Regions from separate parts of the Ovis aries genome. Here region 1 is linked to region 2. A link is a contact called in public Hi-C data. All regions are on one chromosome and are shown on one strand. Each heading gives the region's core, a stretch centred on a gene start, on an enhancer-like site or on the middle of the called end of the contact. The rest is flanking DNA. Distances are from core to core; before and after follow the strand shown. Region 1 overlaps MAST3 (microtubule associated serine/threonine kinase 3). Region 2 holds the start of PIK3R2 (phosphoinositide-3-kinase regulatory subunit 2).

The links. Hi-C and Micro-C count contacts between places; a contact is called where the count stands out from the background.
Region 1: a contact with region 2 is called in a Hi-C map of liver, with 2.4 times the contacts expected there. The contact joins the enhancer-like site here to the promoter of PIK3R2 in region 2. A contact is called at or near these places in 12 of 16 Hi-C or Micro-C datasets (blood, hypothalamus, liver and 5 more).

What each region holds. Positions count from the first base shown.
Region 1 is chr5:4,877,871-4,884,899 of ARS-UI_Ramb_v3.0, forward strand. MAST3 (microtubule associated serine/threonine kinase 3) reads right to left here. Exons shown (of 29, transcript XM_042249637.2): 3 at 570-601. Among named protein-coding and RNA genes, the nearest start is that of MAST3, 11 kb to the right of the region's middle. Within about 2 kb of position 3,486, at least 2 of the 54 cell types and tissues checked have an H3K27ac peak or open chromatin away from gene starts, as enhancers often do. A contact at or near this core is called in liver, where this site is marked.
Region 2 is chr5:4,838,405-4,845,350 of ARS-UI_Ramb_v3.0, forward strand. PIK3R2 (phosphoinositide-3-kinase regulatory subunit 2) reads right to left here and starts at 3,787. Exons shown (of 14, transcript XM_042249644.2): 1 at 3,665-3,787; 2 at 1,109-1,853. The coding sequence starts at 1,430. It overlaps MAST3 (microtubule associated serine/threonine kinase 3), which reads right to left. Exons shown (of 29, transcript XM_042249637.2): 29 at 4,889-6,946. The coding sequence ends at 6,428.

The DNA of each region.
Region 1 (7,029 bases), core at 2,236-4,735, 39 kb after region 2:
CCTGAGAAACCCTATGGACAGGAGCCTGGTGGGCTACTGTCCAGGTGGTCACAGAGTGGCACGTGACTTGGCGACTAAGCAACATCAACAAGCCAGTGAGGACATTTAACAAATCTTCTCTGAGTCTGAGGGATCTCACAATGCCAACCGCCAGGAACATTAACGTGACCCTGAATTGTATGATTGTCCACCGATGTTCCCTGAAATAGAATGAGCTTTCTGTCATGGGAGGCATGCAAGCCGATTCCAGGACACCAGATTGGAATTTTACAGTCTGGACTCTGGAAACCACCCTTTCAAGTTGGATGCTTTTGGCCAGTGATGCAACCCTGATGCACTTCAGGTTCCTGTTTGCAAACTGGCATGATGTGTACCTCACCTCCCAGCCTGTGGTGAGGTGCCTGTGAAGTACTTTGCAAACACCAGGGGGAAAGGGGGGCAGGGCAGGATCAAGGTGAGAAGCTTTGTAGTAATTATTAAATAAATTCACAATTCAGATGCTGCCACTGAAATATCTGTGCCCAGGACCATAGGGCTCCACCCAGCCAACTGGCCCAAGATGAACTCACCCACGTCCCCGGCGTGGTAGGCTCAGCTCCTTCTGAAAAGAAAACAGGAGTCATTCCCAAGGAGACAAACCCCTCACTTCCCTAGCCTTCCACTCACCTCATCTCCCAGTTGGCCCCTTGTTCACCCTGTTCCAACCAATGCCTCTTTTCTGCTCACCCCATACACTGAACTCAGCCCTGCCTCAGGGCCTTTGCACCACCTGTATCCTCTGTCGGGACCACTTTCCCTCCCTTCCCGTGCTAGTTAATTGATGTTCATCCTTCACTTCTCAGCTCAAACATCCTTTCCTCCAGGAAGCCCTCTCAGACTCCTTACATTAAAAATAACTTCATTATTTAAAATAAATTAGTTGATTTAACAAATAACTATATCAGTAGTGGCTAAATATTAATGCTAATATTCTACTGAGGAAAGAAGACTGAGAGCCGAAGAACTGATGCTTTCAAATTGTGGTGCTGGAAAAGACTCGTTAGAGTCTCTTGGACTTCAAGGAGATCAAATCAGTCAGTCCTGAAAGAAATCAACCTGTGAATATTCACTGGTAGGACTAATGCTGAAGCTGAAGCTCCAGTACTTTGGCCACCTGATGCGAAGAGCTGGCTCGTTGGAAAAGACACTGATGCTGGGAAAGACTGAGGGCAGGAGGAGAAGAGAGTGGGAGAGGATGAGATGATTAGATAGCATCACTAACTCAATGGACATGAATTTAAGCAAACTCTGGGGGATAGTGAAGGACAGGGAAGCCTGAGGTGCTGCAGCCCATGGGGTCACAAAGAGTGAGACACAACTTAGCGACTGGACAACAACATTTGAGGAAAGGGAGATTCCTGCATCATCCTTACCCTGTGCCCTCCCAGATCTGAAAGCCATTTCTGCTCACCCTCTGCAAAATCCAGGCAGGTTCGTGTCCTGGTCATCAATGGGGGCTGGGGGCACACACCCTACTGAAGATGCAGAGCTCAGCAAGCTGATCTGCACCAATCCTGGGTGTCCTTACCGTATACAAGAAATCCCTATGCTTGGGGTCCACTGGGATCCCAGAGTTCACCCTCAAATGTGGTTTGCCCAAGAGGACTTTTTAATTCTCAAAAGGCTGTGTAGCACAAGTTTAGAATCCGAGGACACTCAGACCTGGGTCCAGATCTATTATCTCTTCTTTCCTGTCAGTGGGACCCTGAGCCAAGTGGTTGGTAGCCCCTGTGCTTTGGTTTCCCCATGTGTAATGTGGAGACACTGTAAAGCGGGGTCTGGGGTAAAAATGATCAGAAATTATTACCGTCGTGGGTTGTTGTGTTATTTTTGAACTTAGCAAGGGCCTTCGCAGACGATCGCAATACCGGCTAAATTTTACTCACAATCACTGAGCCTCCACTACGTACCAGGAACAGAGGCCTTTTTACAGGCAGGGTAACTGAGGCGCGGAGGGCAGCAGCTGCCCACATCTCTTGACTGAGGCAGGGTCGGGAATCCAGGTCTCTGGACACCACACACAAACACACACGCTGGGGCGGTAGCGTTGAGGATACACAACTATTTTTATCTCGGTGGGTTCAGGGCTGCCCACATCTAGAGTTGGGCGTTCGTCATGGCAACAATGACGTCATCAGCCCCCGCTGCCAATTGGAGGGGGCCGGAAGCTGCTGGGCGCCGAGATGACAGGGCTAGGAAGGGTTGGCGGGGTCTCCAGGCAGAGGAAGAGATGGATCTGCAGGGATAGGGCGAAGCCCCGAGGCTGGACCCCAACTACCTTGAGATCAGAAAATCAAGTCAGAGCCCTTCAAGATGGGAGGAGGCTCACCTGCCAACCTGAAGTCTCCTTGTTTGCTTGAATACCTCCGGGGATGGAGAGCTCAGTATCGTGTGGGGCAAACGGTCCCAGACCCACCACCATTCGGGGCTCCACTGGCCCCCTCCAATTGTTGTGAGTTCTTATGCCGGCTTCCTCCTTCCTCTACTAACCGGCAAAACAGGGAGGAGCTGGGATCTGAGCTCAGGGGTTTTTGCTGTGCCCACACGTGTACACACACACACATACCCCCCTATCCCAGCCAATTCCTTCTAAAACCCTCACAGTCCTTGGTTCCCAGTCTGGCTCCTCAATCTGGGCTGTATGATCTTCGCCAAACAACTTCATCCCTCTGAGCCTCAGTTTCCTTGTTTGGAAATGGTCCAGTTACATGGGGCCCTGTCAGGCTTAGGGCTGGGGGAGGCTTTGATAAAAAGAAGCCAAGACAATTGTTTTGTGAGGTTGATAATTCACAATTAATCCACAAATTTTAATTTACTTCCAAAATACAAAAAGATGTGAAGTGGCAAAGAGAGATGAGGGAAGGTCAGTAGCTCCCTGCATAGGCTCAGTGGAATGCTGGGCCCACATGGAACTCTCCCGGAACCACCCCCGGACCCTCTGCTCCCTGCACCATCTGCTTCTGCCTTCAACCTCCTCTTTGCCAGCTGTTCTCGCCTAGAAAGAGGGAGTGGTTCTCGCCTAGAAAGGGGGTGGAGGTGGCGGGGAGGGGTCCAACCCCCTGGAACCGCCCTTTAAAGATAATATTTATGGTATCCGCTTCTGGGCTGGGTGATGCTGCCTCTTCACCAGAAGCCTCAGCTCCACCTGGAGGAATCCCCAGTCTGAAGGAGACAGGGGAAGGCATGGACACCCCCATACTGGAGGCACTAGCAAGGACCCAGAGGAAGAGAAGGGGCTAGAGGGAGTGGAGAGCCAAAAGACTTCCTGGAGGGGTCTTCAAGTTGGACCAGCAGGCTAACGGGAGATAGTAGGGTGGAGGTGGGACTCAGCCCGGTAGGACCAAGTCTCACGGGAAGGCGGCAGCTGGAGCAGAGAGAGAGAGATCAGTAAGGACCACATGGCACAGCCAGAGGACTTCCTGGAGGAGGAGAATAGTTGGAACTGGGCCATGAGAATGCCAGATGGCCCTTCCAGGGAGCTTCCCCAGCAGCAGCAGAGACAAAGTCCAGACACAGACTGGCCAATTTCTCTGTCCCCGCATGCTCTGTTTGGGGATCTGGTGTTATAAAATTCTGTCATTGGTGAAGCAAAGGGCCAAATGGGAAAAGAAAATAATGATAGACTAATAGTGGTAGTAATCCTAGTAATAACAGCTTATGTTAACTGGCGCCGACAATCGCTACACAGAAGGCTGAGCTTAACCCAAACCAGGAAGAGCCAGTCTCCTCTTCCCTTTACCCACAGCCAAGGCAAACTGGTGGCCCAGGGGCCAAGCCAGGTCCTATTTATCACCTGCTAGTATTCAGTCAGGCTTCCCTGGTGGCTTAGCGATGAAGAATCTGCCCACCAATGAAGGAGACAAAGGCTTGATCCCTTGGTGGGGAAGATCCTCTGGAGAAGGAAAAAGCAACCCACTCCAGTATTCTTGCCTGGGAAATCTCATGGACAGAGGAGCCTGTTGGGCTACAGTCCAAGGAGTTGCAAAGACCTGGACACACTTATCAACTAAACAACAAAACCACTCAGCCAACAGCATACCCTGCATTGCCACAGTCAGACTGGCCAAGACACCTCCATGTATTGTCTGGACTGCTCAATCAGCTCATGACTTTCCCGAACTTTTATGAATTGACTCTTTGACCTGTGGCAAAGATTAGCCTCCAGGATAAATGATTGACTTGATTGACTCTGATCAGCAGGCTGCCCCCTGATGGGGAGGGGGGAGGTGGGATGGGGGGGCTGCTCAGGGCTCCAACTGAAGGAGTGTGTGACTGATCCCCCAAATCGAAGCCCTCAACATCTTTGCACTCTCAAGTGCCAGACCAGTTAGAATTTCAATTCTGACTTCCTGGCTGTTACTTTCCCTCTCTGAGCCTCAGTTTCCCCCTCTGATAAATAAAGCTAATAATCCCCTGGGCTGTTGGAGACTTAAATACATGCTTAGCATTTAGCATTTGTAGGTGCCCCATAATGTGAGCAGTTTTATTTACACTCCTACTGTTATTTTAAAAAATATTTTCATTTTATCTCCTACTTGGTCCTTTACAAGATGCTTTCCTTGTTTCTGGCTCTTTTTTAGACCCCCACCTGCTCCAGAGGAGTCTTTCAAAGCTCTCAGATCTGACATGACCTCCCCTGCTCCAGCACCTTCCACAGCTCCTAATCACCCTAGGGAGAAAGTCTAACCTCTTCAAAATCAGTGCTAGAAGCCCTAGAAGAAGATGAATCCATCTCACGTGCCCAGTTCCGCTGCTAAGAAATGGTCTCTGCTTGCCCCATAAACACATATGTCTGCATACCTCTGAGCATTTCCACGTGCTGTTCCCTCTGCTCAGGTTGCCCTCACTCACCTGGGCAATCCCTACTCATCCCTTCACCTCCTTGGATGGAGTCCTGCCAATGTGGGGTTGGTCTGGAGGGAGAGCTAGGTCGGTGTGGGTTCAGATCCTGATTCTGTTAACCACTGGGACACCTGGACAGAGCTTATGATTCTATGAGCCTTAGTTTCCCCATTTGTAACATGGGATTCGTCCTCAGGGAATGGGTACCTCCTCCCCATGGAACAGGCCCCCACTTTCTGACGTCAGTTGCACCCCCATTCGCCTACCCGAAGGCAGTTTCTCTATTTTAAGAGGCTGCGGGCGGGGCTCAAATCTATCTGGGGCTCTGGGCGGGGCCTGGTTCCCCAGTGCTCACTAGTCCAGCTGAACCCCTTCGTCTATGCTCACAGTCCCCCTGCTCTTGCCTTGGGCAATGACCCCTGCCCTTCTCCTGCCCCTCCTTCCCCATGCCATCAGGGTCTCTGCCTTTCAGCTCTACCCACACCCTCCCTGTTCCCCAACCCAAATCCAGGTGACCGCACCCCCCTTCACCTTTAGACAGGTTCACAGTCTGGCAGCCAGGTTCAAGGCCTGCCTTTCCCCATTCTCCTCAGCTTCAGTACCCATTTCCCCTGTCCTTTCTGGCTTCTCTCAGCCTCATTCATTCCCCAAACACCAACCCCCTGCCCTGCCACCAGGGGCTGCCTTCTCTGTCCCAAAGCCACTGGCAACCATCAATTCAGGTACCTTCTCCAGGGGTGCCTGAGGGTGCCCCATGGCACCTGACCCCTCGGCAGGGTCACTGCTGCTCAGGCATTCATCTCCCCCAACAGGCTGGGAGATCCAGGAGGGCAGTTCCAGGGGTGAACACCCCTCACCACCACTGCTGCCTCTTGGAGCCAGGAGACTACAGTAGGCACTCAATAAGTGTTTTTTGGGTAAATGATGAATCCCGGTTTCCCCACTAGCAACCGGTGGCTTCTACATTGTGGTCTAAGCTCCAGGGAAAGGGCTAGATTGTCTAAATTCCCATTGAACTGACGGAGAAACTGAGGTCCAGAGAGATCAAAGGAGTGCTGCCCGGGGTCACCCACATTGGAATGTCAGCCTCTGCTAGCTGTGATGCCTTTTTTCTTATCTCCTCGCGGCGCAGCCTCCCCCACACAAACCCGAGGCAAGGGGTCAGAAAAGGAGGGCCCTTATAGCGAATGGGGAAACTGAAGTCCGGAGACGCAAGAGTGCCTCCCACCGCCCCTGCCCCCACACCCCAGGCCACACAGCCAGTTGGCAGTGGCTGGTGCACCAGAGAGCTGGTTAAGGGTGGGCAAATTACATGCCGCTGGGCGACCTCGGGATTGTGACTTTCTTAGACTGGAGCCTCAGTTTCCTTGTCTGATGAAAGGGCTGCCTGACAGCCCCAGCCTCCCCATCTTGCCTTATAGGTGAGCTGAGACAGGGGTGCGATGGCGCTGCGAAGGCACGAAGCACGTATTAATACACATTAATTAATATTACTATATCCCTAGTAAAAAGATTAATACAACATATCACTAGTAAAAGGATTAACACCAACGACATGAACATACGATGAGCACTCAAAGGCTGTCGTTGCTCGTATTATTAGAGCTCCTGCTGGAGAGAGCGAAACCCTCAGCCCCTTTCCCCCAAGGAGCCTCAGTTTCTCCATATGGCAAATGGGCATACCCTCTTCTCACCTAGGGAAAAGCACTTTGAGATTTGAGTGCATAAGCGGGAGCCCCCGGAGCGCGCCCCTCCCTCTGCCTCGGCTTCCCCCCGGTCCGTCCAAGCCCGGATCCCGCACCCAGGCAGGTTCACTCCACCAGCGATCTCTGCCCGCTCGCACGGGGCCTCACCTGGAGCCCACGGCGCCGCAGGAGGCTCGGCTCGTCCATTGCCCGCTAGTCCGCACTGCCGGCCGGCTCCCGGCCCCGCCTCAGCCATCCAGGCCCCGCCACCCCGCGCCATTGGCCAAACAGGTCAGCTGACGAGGCCTGACCCCGCCCCTCTCCGGGAGCTGGCTACGAAAGGCCCGCCCCTTTCGGGAGAGCCTGCCCCGCCCTTCCAGGCCCCGCCCCGCCCCTAGAGCCTAGAAGTAAACACTTTGCAATACATCTTCCTAGAAGAATTATCCCCATTTTGCAAACGAGG
Region 2 (6,946 bases), core at 2,537-5,036:
GGCGGGACGCAGGCACAGGCTCTGGAGACACCAGATGCTGCAAAGCCCCAGCCTGCAGCATGCCGCCTCGGCACCCCGCCATGCCACTCCATGCTGTGGGGACTCTGAGCTGACCCTCTTTGGGCATCAGAGTCCCCTGGGCACAAAACCAGGCGGGCCATTGGGAGGGGCCATGGTGCCTCTCAAGGCTTTGGTCTTCACTGGGTGACTCCCTGAGCGAGTGGTTCGACTTCCTGGCACCCTGGTCTCCCCATGTGTACACGGGGCCACGCTGGGCCACCATGAGCGATGAGGCAGACCACGCTGGGTGCTCAGCACTCATCGGCCTCCTTCCTACAACTTGCGCCTCGGTTTCCCTGCCCAGCATACAGCCTGGCATGCAGTCACAATGTATGTTCAGTGCCCTGGTTCTCCACTCCCAGCATGCTCTTTGGAGGGAGGAGTGGCCGAGGGTCTCTTTGAAAGGGATGGAGCATCCTCACACGCCACTGTGCTGCGTGGCCTCGGCTGAGTAGCCCACCTTTGGGCTTTTTGGCTCCCATCATTCTGGAAATCAGAAAACCAGGGTTACAACAAAGGGGGGCGGGTTTCTCAAGGGATTCCGTCTGCAAGCCACAAGATGAAGTTAAATTGAGCCTCTGAATCTTACTGGACACTCCCTATTGTCTTCAAAACCAACCCCATGAAATCCAAGGGGAGGACCTGGCCCCTTCTTCACTCTGCTTCACTTGTCAGGGCTGGCTCCCTGAACCTGCTGCGACATTCCCTTAGGGCCTTTGTCTTTGCTATGTCTGCTGCCTTCTCCCCCTACTCTCTGAGAGGCGTCTTTCTCTCGGCAGCTGATATCACTTGATCACCTTTTTCTCACTTCTTGAACCAGAAGCCCCGTGAGAGCAGGGCGAGGCTAGTGTGTCCGCCTCTGGGTGCCCAGCCACAAACTGCACCCAGCCCTCCATAGCAGTGTAATTGACATCTGCCAACCAATCAGATATCCTCATTCCTCCTCTCCAGGGAGAAGCACCATCGCCTCATGGGAAAGAGGAAACTGAGGGTCTGGGGGCACTCTCGGTTTCCCTCATCCCTGCCAGGGGCCCAATCTGCTGCTCACCTGGCTCAGGGGGCCCGTCTCGGGGCCTGGCGGGCAGTGGGCGGGGGCCACGTGGGCGAGGGCCAGGCCGGGCCAGGGCCACGGGCCCCAGGAACTCCACATAGGTGCCAGGGAAGTCACCGCGTTGCCGGGTACGCTCATTGAGGCCAGGCATCCAGCCGACGCTCTGCGGGCAGCGCTCGTTGCCCTCGGCCACGCCCAGCGCCTGCAGGGCGGCCCTGCTCACCACCAGCACATCACCCGGAAGTAGCTCCAGGTCCTCCGGCCGCTCCCGGCGGAATGGGTACAATGCACGGTATTGGAAGCCCTCAGGGCCAGCCATGGCTGGCAGGGTGGGGTCTGGATGGTCAGGTGGCTGCTTGGGGCCCCAGTGGCCCCATCAGCCCGGGGTGGGGGGCCGGGAGGGTCCGATGGATGGGCTTGGGGACTCAGGCTTCGATTTCCACCAAGAAGTTACAGGCGACCACCTGGGATGCTCACGCTTTGCTTCCCACCATTATTTCACGACCCTAACAAGGGTCACTCGTTGCTTGTTCCACCATTCGTCAACTGGTGGGAGGGGGTCGGCAGCCTGATCTCAGGTCACTCAGCTGCTGCGTCCCCCCTCAATCCGTAGGGTGGGGCCAGGTTGCTCACTCCCTCACGTGGGGGGCCATCGGCTCCCGAGGCTGGCGGCTCTTCCAGCTGCGCCAGGCGAGGGGGCCGAGGGCACAGGCTGTCACCATGCTCGGCTCGGGACACCGACCTAGGGGGAGAGGGGCGGGGCAGCATGAGTCGGTTTGAACTCCTGCCACCCTCAATTCAGAGCCAAACCCAAATCCCAGGTTAGAGTCCCCTAACTGGGTACCCTTGGGTCAGTCCCTGCACCTCTCTGGGCCTCCGTTTCCCCAGCTGTAAGATGGGTGAATAGCCCTCCCTTGGGGTTGTTGGGCACAGAGCTCCCAAGAATCTGCCCTGGGCACACTGCAAGTTCAGTAAACAAGTTTTTCTTCGCCCCTGTTAGAGATGGGGAAACTAAGGCTCAGAGTAAGCAGGTCTCTGTTGGACCATTCAGTGGGCCAGGAAGCCAGGACTGAAAAGCTCATTTTCACAAGGCCCAGGATGCATCCATCCCCAATGGCCAGTTAAACCCTGAATGCTCAGGGCGTAATGTGCAGGGTGTAATGGGAGATGATGTTCAGTGTGCTGTGGAGCCCTGAGGAGGGGCTGGGATGGCTGAGCGCAGTAAGAGGCGGCAGGGGCCAAAAGGGATAGGGAATGAAGTCCAAGCAGATGTCATAGCACAAGCAAAGGTGAGTCCAAGCAAATGGATCTCTGATCTCTGCAGGGGGAGGAGAGAACGGGGCGCTGTGGGGGCGGCGGGTGGTTCCTGACATGTCTCAGCTTCAGGCCCACAGTAGGTACTTAAAACAGAAGAGGGTTGGTGGGAATCCAAGAGGGCCTTAGCCCCAGAATAGACATGGAGCTGGGAAAGGGTAGCAGGAAGGACGGCACTGCAGTTGCCAAGCGGGTGGCTGCTGCATGCAGGGGCAATGATCACCCCCAAGGAGTCACCAATCCTGGGAGATATGGCCCAGCACAGACACATTCTCAATCACAGCCCTGCAGGTTGGGTCTTCCTGAGAGATTGGGGGTGGGGTGGGGGGGGGGGCGGTGCTTTTCTGAAAGGCGGTTCCTCACAGAGGACAGGAGGAGCGCTGGTCAGAAAGACTAGTACAGGCAAAGGCTTGACGGCAAGAAATACTTGTCAAGAGTTCAGAGTGGCCTTAAGAAAGCCACAGGCCAGGCAGGGCCTTGGGGGCCAGGTAGAGGGTCAGGCTTTATCCGTCGACCACAGGGAAACGCTAGAGGTGTCCAAGTACTGGGCACAAGCTCCACATTCCGGGACGCCCCAACATATCCACTCCCTGGCCCCTGGTCCCCCATTCTACAGATGGGGAAACTGAGGCCCAGCGACAGAGACGTCCAGAAAACCGCCTGAATCCGCTTGCCTGCCCGCCTCCGCGCCCTGCCGTGCACACGTCTGCACACGCCCCGGTGTGCGCGCCTGGGAACCAGCGCTCCCCGAATCCAAGAGGCGGGGTGGAGGGGCCAGGCTGGGGGCTTGGCGGAGGATGCAGGGCCTGCGAGCTCACGCGTGTGCAAATGCGCACTCGGGCCTGCGTGGACCCCGAAGCCCAGCTCGGGGGCCAGAGCGCAGTCGACCCTCTACCGTCTTGCACCCCACCACCCCACTATGCCCTACACAATGCCTGGGCGCCCCCTCTTTACTGCTCGACGCCCCACTCCCGGCAGGGCCTCCCTCAATTCAGGGCCGCGGCTCCAACCCCTTCTCTCTGCCTACAGTTCGCCGTTCCACCCTCATCTTCCAGGGCAGGCTGCACCAGGGCCAGGTCGAGCCCGAGGCCTCCCGCTCCCTGCGGCCCCCAGTTCCCGCGGGGCCCGATGCAGCCCTGCTCGCGTTCCGGCTTCCACCGCGGCCCCATACTCTGCCTGGGCGCCCCGCATCTGAGCGCACCCTCAACCCCGCCTGCCACGCGGACAGCTCACACTTACCTGGTCGTAGCCGCCACCGCAGCCGCCGCGGCCACCGTCACGCCGAACCGAGCCAGACCCGTGGCTTCACCGCGGCCGCCGTCGCCGCAGCCGCGGGATCCCCGCCTCCGCCGCTGCCGCCGCGGTTCCGAACGGTCGGGCCCGCCCCCCGGCGGAAATGGCCGAGTGCATTCGGGCCGGGCGGGTGATCTGGGGCCGAGGTGGGGCCAGAGGACGCCCGACTGCTTCCGGAAAGAGCCGAACGTACTCCCGCGGGACTGGAGGGGAACGTGGGGGGAACGTGGCCAGAGACAGCCGATCATTTCCGGAAACAGTCGAACACAATCGGATCAGATGAGTCACTCGCAGGCTGGACCCGGCTAGACTGGGCTGTACTGAGATGCCTGAGATTCCGGAAACGGCCGAGCGCTCTCCAGCCGGACTCGCAAAACAGGCTGGGCCTCGAAACTTCGGAAACTTACTGGAAAGAACCAAGTGTGCTTGGCCCCAAACGAGGCCCTGAGGACTTAGATCCAGAGGCGACTACCCACTTCCGGAAACTGCCGAGGCAGGGACGGCTCCCGAGAGCAAGTGAGGTGGCCCTGAGCTCAAGGAACTGAAGGTGGCATTTAGGTGGAACGGGCTCGCCACAGAAAGCTGAACGCTTCAGGAAACAAGCTGAGGGCCGAGAAGGGATCAGGCTTCAAAGCCGGGGTTTCCATGGTAGCCCAGAGCGTCTAGAAACAACTGAATTAACTCGCGGGCGGAGAGAACTACCCCAATGCCGGCCCGCAGGCGTATGACTGTTTCCGGAAAGAGCCGAAGACACTCGGAAATAAGGGGCGTGGCTACAGTTTCCGACCCTTCCTAACACTTCAAAAGTAATCTGAACGCACTCAGGCTGGGTTCCGACGTGGTGAGGGGAATTTTAGGGCACAGCCCAAGCGAAGACCAGTATAAAAAGGTCACAAAGATGGTTTATTTGTTCATTATCACAGTTTCAAGGCCCAGACGGTGTCTGTAGGAAGCTTTTAGGGACAGAGCCCATGATAGGTACTCAACCGGGAGAGGGTAGCTGGAGACCTGGATCAGAGAAGGCATCAAGAAGGATCTCAATGGTGCTCCCAGCAGCCTTCCAAACCCACTTCCGGCGACTTTGAGCCAAGGGTCTATTTTCATCCGACCCCACCCCACTCTTCCCTTACCCTTTTCTCAGCCCCTCAGAAATCCAGACATCGGACCTCCTCTTTGTAAATGTGAGCTTTTATTCACTGTCAGCTCCAGGATGGAAGGCGGGAGCAAAAGTCATGCACAGCCTTGATCTAGCTCCAACACCAGGCAGTGCTGTGTGGGTGGCTCCGGAAGGAACGCAGAGTGGGCTGCAGAGCCTGGAAAGTGCCCTTATCCTGTGGGACACAGCCATTACGTTAGCCATCTCCCAGTGGAAAACGGAGGCTCTGAGATGCCCAGTGGGTCACACAGCATTTCAGGGGAGAGGGTTGGAGTCGGAGTCTGCTGTATCTAACAGATTCTCCACAGCTCCCTTGACAATGCCCAGGACGGGCTGGCTGCATGACTCTTACCAGGAAAGCGTGGGGCATGTCTTTGCCCCTTGCCAGGCCTTAGTTATGGGGAGGACGACACTACCTCCAGCCTTCTCAAAGCTGACTGAGGAAGAAGCCACAAGTAAAAGCGCTTGGCATACAGTAGGTGCTTAATAAATAGTCATTAGTATTAGTTTTGTAAACACAAGGAAACTGAGGCACAGAGTGGGGAAGCCATTTTCCCAGAGCCAGTGAAGCCAAGATTGCAACCTGGGCCTCACTGCCCCCCGGTTGGATTTTCTTATTCGGATTTCATCCCAGCAAGGCTGTCACATATCGAAGGCACCTCCCAGGGGGTGTTTCAGACACATCATCGTCAAGTTCTCACCCTGGTAGGCATCAAATACAAAAAATTCTTGTCCAGGGTGGACATTCTTCCCCTACCCTGGCAGTACCCTTTGAGGCCTCTGCCTCCTGGGGCATCAGTGTCTGCCTGTGAAGTGGATGACTCCTCTGTCTATATTTGGTGAACTTCTACTCATACATCAAAGCCCCAGTTCCCACAACCCCTAAGCCTATAGAACTGGAGGCAGACTCTAGCAAGGCTGGCCTAGAGATGGAAGCCATGATAGTGGCAAGTGGCCTGCAGAATCCAGTCCATCATCAGAATTACTTTGTTTTGTGGTGGAGGGGAATTGTCTACAGACTCTCCAAGTCATCCAAATTGGGCCTGGACTGATAAGCTAGGCTGCATCCCTTCAAATGTATGGGTCTTGAGTCAGGGATGGGATCAAGTAACACACACACAAAAAAACTTTAAAAGAACAGAAAAACCATAAAACATGAACACGCGTTGACTTGTCCAAAGTGCTTCCTTCTCAGCCCGGGGGGGCAGGGTTTACAGATGGGTCCCAGGTGCCTGGGGCAAGACCTGGGCAGCCGCCTTAAGGTGGTGACTCAGTCTGACTGTCGCTTATAAAAAGTAATAAATTAGTTGCAGGGATCTGCTGCTATTTACAATGCCACCCTAGTCTCCCATTCCTGCCCCTACGGGCCCCTGATCGACCAGCTCCAGAACATGAAGGAGGCACTGTCTACACCGTCCGGCAAGAACTGTGATGGCCTCTCTTCTTTCAGATGTCAGAGGCTGGTGGCTCAGTCTCCATCCAGGTGTCAGTTTATGGAAAACACATTCCACAGAAAATGCATTGACTGCCAGGCCAGGGGGAGGCCAAGTAGATTAGTCTTTCCCAGAGGGTCCAAGGGCTCCTGACACGGCCTCAGCGCCCTCCACGGCAATTTGCGGCACCAAGGTGGGTGGCCCAGTGGCTTCTTCCAGTGGCTCATCAAAGCTCACCTCCTGCACGGCCTCTTGCTTCTTGAAGGAGTCTCGGCGCTCAGATAGATGCAGCCGTCGCATGATCACCAGCTCAGACTCCGGGCCGCGGCTGCGGCGCCCCAGATCCCCATCCAGTCGCTCACCTGTACCCAGCTTGTCAGCTGACTGGCCTCGGCGCAGCCTTGGGGATCGGGCAGGCACAGGCGGGTGCCCTGGCAGGGGTGAGGGTGAGCGGGGTGGGGGCGCGGGCACAAGTGGGCAGGCCAGTGGGGAGGGTGGGATGCTGCTGGTGGACTTGCGGCGGCCGGCTTTGGGGCGAGGTGGCCCGAGCTTGGCGGCCAGGCCATGCAGGGAGCTGGGGCGGGTGTGGCCGGCGGCAGCTGGAGATGCAGGGCTGCTGGAACTTGGGGATACACTGGG